Linked DNA regions of Sus scrofa: region 1 is linked to region 2. The links are chromatin contacts, called in public Hi-C maps. All regions are on one chromosome and are shown on one strand. The core of a region is the stretch at or near the end of the contact, and the rest is flanking DNA. Distances in the headings are between cores, read along the strand shown. Region 1 overlaps LOC102159995 (a long non-coding RNA gene). Region 2 overlaps SOBP (sine oculis-binding protein homolog).

What was found. A called contact is a pair of places that touch in the nucleus more often than the background predicts.
Region 1: a contact with region 2 is called in a Hi-C map of skeletal muscle, with 4 times the contacts expected there. The contact joins two enhancer-like sites. A contact is called at or near these places in 2 of 47 Hi-C or Micro-C datasets (embryonic fibroblasts and skeletal muscle).

What each region holds. Positions count from the first base shown.
Region 1 is chr1:73,826,174-73,829,307 of Sscrofa11.1, forward strand. All of the region lies in intron 1 of LOC102159995 (a long non-coding RNA gene), which reads right to left. Among named protein-coding and RNA genes, the nearest start is that of SCML4, 150 kb to the right of the region's middle. Within about 2 kb of position 1,373, at least 25 of the 83 cell types and tissues checked have an H3K27ac peak or open chromatin away from gene starts, as enhancers often do. A contact at or near this core is called in skeletal muscle, where this site is marked.
Region 2 is chr1:73,570,606-73,573,432 of Sscrofa11.1, forward strand. All of the region lies in intron 3 of SOBP (sine oculis-binding protein homolog), which reads left to right. Among named protein-coding and RNA genes, the nearest start is that of SOBP, 22 kb to the left of the region's middle. Within about 2 kb of position 1,551, at least 6 of the 83 cell types and tissues checked have an H3K27ac peak or open chromatin away from gene starts, as enhancers often do. A contact at or near this core is called in skeletal muscle, where this site is marked.

The DNA of each region.
Region 1 (3,134 bases), core at 123-2,622, 260 kb after region 2:
TCCTTTCTTAAGAAAGTAATGAGCTGATGCAGAATCCCAGGCTTTCGGAAGCTCCCAGGGCTCTCCCACGTGTGGGGCTGGGCACTCCCTCCGTGAGGACTTGACCTCTCCTTGCTTTGGAAGGAGAGGATGAGATTACCAGAGCTTTGGATCCATTTTTGGATCAAATGAAAACGTCAAGCTGATCCTTCGCGTGTTCCTCTCCTCTTACAGATGCTGGCCTCACTGTGGGGGTGGGGCTTCGGAGCTCTAAAGGTCCCCGCGGATCCTAGGACTGGACGGAAAGTCACATGCTGCTCACAAGGCCCGCGGGGCCCCTCCTGACTTCTGTCAGCAGCACCCTCTCTGCACCTGGTCACCTCATCTTTTCAGACAACTTCAGTGTCACCGCCTCCAAGAAGCCCTCAGGGATGAAGCCCGCAGCCATCACTCACTCTCTCCTCTTTCCCCCACCGCATTTGTTGTCCTTTGCTAGAGCTTTTGTTCACTCAGCTATGTTCCAAGCAGGACTGTGGGCTCTTTGAAGGAAAAGATCTACTATGTGCCTGGTGCATATAGATCTCCATAAATCTTGGATCCCACCTCACCTTGTTTAGGGAGTTACTTGATCTGTGCATAAGAATCACCTGAAGAATGGACTAAAGTGCAGACTATCAGACCTCAGAGCAGTAATATCAAAATCTGGGTTTTTAATAAGACCATGTGACTCAGATGTACCTATGTTCACAAGCCACATTTTAAGAAATACAGATTTATTCAGTCTTTTCATTTTATAGGTAGGGAAACAGGAGCTAGAGTTTAAATGATCTACTTCAGGACCCATAGCTACAGAGTGTAATGGTGCTTTGAAATAGAACTGTCTGAAATTCTTATTAAGTGAATCACACAACCACACAGTTGATTACTATGATGAATATTTATTAAAAATACCTTGATCTAAAATCATTGCACACTACATCTTAAAACACTGATGGACTCTCCAGACTTAGATGCCTCCACTAGAAGCATGTGCCAACAGATAATCAAAAGGCACCCCTTTCCTATTACTTTACTGTCTCCTGAGAATTTGAAGTGTTTTCTTGCTGACATGGGAACAAGTCCCCCAATGACTTCTGCCTCTAAATTTGCCACAGTGTTTGTCACTAGAGGCCATCTGCCAGAAGCTCTATTTCCAGCAGTGTGTCTTCTGCCCACTTCTGATGCTCATGGTTTGCCCCAGCAGACACAGGGTCCCAAGCAGATCCAGCTTTCCGGTGTCCGGTTCTGGCCTATTTTTACGATCAAACCCTTGTTTCGTCTGTCGGTTGGTGAGTGCCATGTGTGCTGGTTACTGCCTTGGGCAGCAGGTGCCACCTACAGGGCCCTGTGACCGCTGCTGTGACTTGGCAGGAGCTGGGCAGCCCAGGCCTGAGGAAGCTCTGAAGTCACCCACTGAGGGTTACACCAGCCCCTAAGCAGCCCTGGCACCGAGGGTTCAGAGGAAGGGGTTGTCAGGGGAACCCGAGAAGGACAGAAGAAAGATCGCTCTGGTCCTAGCATTCAGCTTCCTTTCTTGGTGTGATTCCGAAGGGAAATGGACAGGCGCTCTGTTTCTTGACCACAAGGTGGCAGCAGTGGGCTGGCCAGGTGCCCGCTCCGTGAGCAGCTCTGCGAGGAACGCCCAGCACTCAGAGAAGGTGTTTGTTGTTGGCTGCGCTTTAAAATTCCTTTCACTTTTGTAGGGGCACAAAGGTTAAGTTACCAAAAGCCCCTCCCTCGATCTTTCCAGTAGACTAACCACATCCTCTCTCTGCCTTCGGGTGAATAAAGCGGCCCTTGGGGACTGATTGACCAACCCGCAGCTTGAAGAGATCGAGGCAGGTGGGATCGCAGGGGAATACGCCCAGAAAACAATGAGGTACAGAATGTGGAGACTGAAGAGCCCGGACAGCTATTTTTAGAACATCTGGACAGGAGTTCTGACTCGTTTGCTTACTAGATGTGAATTCTGGGTCTGGGTTTGCTTCCCCATCTGTAAAACGCCACATTCCCCATTTTTCACATGGCAATAGTTACGGGGTCATTCTGTGGCTCAAAGGTGACAAATTGATTTGCAAATCGAAAGGTCCCAGGTACCCAGGGGTACGGTTGTTGGGGTTCAACTTTCCACTGCAGCTGTGTCACAGAGCTTCCTTCAGACTGAGGAGGAGAAGGAACCTCTCCTAGTGGATCACTGGAGTCTCCTGCATGAGCTGCCTGCCGTAAACTCTGGATCTGGCCTGACAGAGTCATCTTCCAACGAGATTCTTCCCGGATGCCTTTCCATGGCATGTTTCCAAGCAGAAAGCTGGCAGTGACTGCTCCCTCTTCCTCCTCTGAGCCTGCTTTTCCATATTGGAAGAGGATGAAATTCACACTTCAGAATGTAAGTTTTTCCTGCAGAACGCTATCCCCAATGGTGGAGTGATGGAGAAAAATATTAGATGAAGTCAGGGGATAACTGAGTAACATACTGATTTATAAACTCATGGAAAGAAATGAAGGCTTTTTTTTTTTTTTCCACTGCTGGGGTTATTTATGATGTCCTCGCTGGCCAGATCCAAGGGTTGAAGAGGCTTTGGTTCCTGAGCAATAGAAATGGCAGGAACCAATTTTCTTCATGGCTCCTCTTTCAAAAACACAGAACTCAGTTGATGTTGAAATATATCTCAGTCTTAAGACTCCCTGCTCATCACCTTATTGGGGTGAATAGGGACTGAGACCAAGACCCCATCATCTTGGGATGATGGCAAAAAGGAGATGAGACTGTTGTCACCAGTCATTGCTCTGTGGGGCTTTTCCTGTGGCCCATCCCTCAGTGGAAATGAACTACTCTGGAAATATCCCATGAAAAACTCTGATGGGATTTTGATCATAATTTTACGAAGTTATATATTAATTTGTAGGAAAGTGGCATTTTTATAACATTTTCTTTCCATAAACATGGTACATCTTTCCTTTTATTCCATTTCTCCTTTATGTCTTCCAATATAAAATTTTGCTTCTTCTTTTTTTTTTTTTGGCTTTTTAGGGCCACACCCAAAGCATATGGACATTCCCTGGCTAGGGGTCAAATCAGAGCTGCAGCTGCTGGCCTACACCACAGCTCACAGCAA
Region 2 (2,827 bases), core at 301-2,800:
TCTAGTTAATCATTTCATTCCTTCTTTTGGTAAAACTTTTACCAGAGTTGTTATTCAAGGTAATTGAGTTGAAGGACAGTCGCTGTCAATTTTCTAGCTCGCTGTGGGTTAACATGGAGTTCCTGAGGCAAACTAATAAGTGATACAGTGGCTAGAAGCAAAAGGCTTCTTGAGCAATTCCCTTTGTGGCCCAGTGGGTTAAGGACCTGACCTAGTCTCTGTGAAGATGCTGGTTTGATCCCTGGCCTCGCTCAGTGAGTTAAGGATCCAGCATTGCCACGAGCTGCAGTGTAAGTCACAGATGTGGCTCAGATCCTGCCTTGCCGTGGCTGTGGTGTAGGCTGGCAGCTGCAGCTCCGATTTAACCCCTAGCCTGGGAACTTCCATATGCTGCAGGTGCGGCTGTAAAAAGACCAAAAAAAAGCCTCCTTGATAATCAGCCCCTGAATAGAGTTGACTGTGTCATGCATGTGTCCGTCCACCTCTTGGGACAGGGATGACAAGGACTGCATGTATGCTTTGGATTTCTGGTGAGGAAATAGCTATTAGTGGTCAAATTATTCCTGTTGTACTGTAAACCAGCTATGTGAAAATGCTGATAATACTTTTGTTTGTGTTAAACCCTTTATAGTTTGTGAAACTCATTCAAATTTATTATTTTTTTAATTTGGTCTTTATAATAACCCTGGGAGATAGCATTTTAGATATCATTGAATAAAGAACTGAAGCTCAAATAGGTTAAATGGCTTTCTCAAGGTCAGGTCGCTTCTAAGTACTTCAGTCAAGACTAGTGCTAATGTCTTCTGACTCCTAACCCAGTGTTCTTTTTATTTTATTTTATGTTTTTATTATTATTACTTTTTTTTGGTCTTTTTTGCCATTTCTAGGGCCGCTCCTGCGGCATATGGAGGTTCCCAGGCTAGGGGTCCAGTCGGAGCTATAGCCGCTGGCCTCCGCCAGAGCCACAGCAACGCAGGATCCGAGCCACATCTGCAACCTACACCACAGCTCATGGCAACGCCGGTTCCTTAACCCACTGAGCAAGGCCAGGGATCGAACCCAAAACCTTATGGTTCCTAGTCGGATTTGTTAACCGAGCCACGACGGGAACTCCCAGGGTTCTTTTTAATATAAAGTTGCCTTTTCTGCATATTTACACAAAACTTACATAGACTGTATCAGAATAAGAATACTTATTATCCTGCTACTTCAGATTTTCTAGTGACAGGGGATGCAGCTTGTTCCTGCAAAAGGTTATTTTTTTCAAGTCTACATCCTTAGGGAGACATGATGAGTTCTCTGATTCTGAGTATCTGTGGTTCTGTGAACCTGGATAACCTATTCGTAGCAAAACCCAAGCTTGGTTTTAACGTCTTGCCATCAGAGACAAGTTGCTTTTCCTCTGAGGTGCCAGAGGGCTCCATCTGGTCAGGCACTAGCTCCAGAGAGTGTTTCATGTGCTCAGGCAGGCTCACCCCTGGATCCTGTCCACGTCTGGCAGCCAGTGGGCCCAGTGGAATACTCGTGATCGGAACACGGTGATACCATACTCATTTGGATTTCCATTCTCCTTTTGCACAGCTGCAGACAGAAGTGTGGGTGTAGCTTATTCCTGGGCCTGGGGAACTGCCTGTCTGCTCCTGTGCCCCCTTTCTGTCAGAGAAGGGGAACTCCTTGTGCTTTGGTGGTTACCACATGCATTGACCCTGCTCTGGCTGCACATGTTTGCATCCAGCTTCATCTGATTTCCAAAGCTAAGCTGCCCTTCCCCCCTCAGAGACAGAATCTGCCCCTTGGCGTAGGGTTTGTGACATCACAGTCGTTACTATGGTAATAGACTTGTTATAAACACAGAATAATAGCCCCACTTTACTTTTTTTTCCCTTCTAAGCAGCGAAGGGAATCACCATGAGCCTTAAATAAGAATCACAGACTTTTTGCAGACTCTGGAAGTGGGCAGAATAAGGTTTTGCCACACAGAATCACCTAAAATAATAACTTGTAAAAATAATATTAGAAAATAATAGAAAGTACCAACCAACTCTTTTTGTTAGATGCATGCATTCCTTTATCCTTTAAGTTAGAATGAATATGAAAACCTCTTTCTTTGCTCATTTAAAAAAAATCACAGCATGAGCATAGTCTGAAGTGACAGAATATATATCAGCAAGAATTTTGAAAGATAACTCAGGTTAATTACATTGTAACCTTGCTGTAATTCTTCTCATATTAGAGATCTTAATAAGGGTTCAACCCTATGGGACTTCATTCAGAGAGAGTTGTACCAGTGAAGGACTTTGAGCATGGATTCTAAGAGCTGTATAATAGCGAGTCTCCATACTTAGGCCTGCCCTGCTCCCCCAAGTTTGACTATTGAAGTAAAGGCATTCAAAATGAATTTTAAATATGGTTTTTTTAAACAAAGATCTTATATTGGTCTTTGTTGCTTTTCAAGTGTAATAGCTCCCAGTTCCATTGACCAGACAGACATCAGCCCTCTGCAGTGGTTGGATAAGCTTGGGTCTCCCCCACCTTGCCCACCTCTGGTTAAAGTAATCACCTGGGGCTCAAACCAAGATTTTTTTATCTCCTGGTTTCAGACTTGCTCCATGAACAACATTTTGCTTCCAAGACTTAAAAAAATCAATAAACAAGAGTACTTGTTTTTATTCACGAGATAAAGATGAAATGCAGTGACTTTGCTAGTGCAAATTTCACTGAACCCAGCTACAGAAAACACCGTCTCTAGGAAATGATATTTTAGATCCGAGTCTTTCACAGGCTCTTCCAGAGGCTTACGACGTGCATATTACAAGTCCAGAATCCC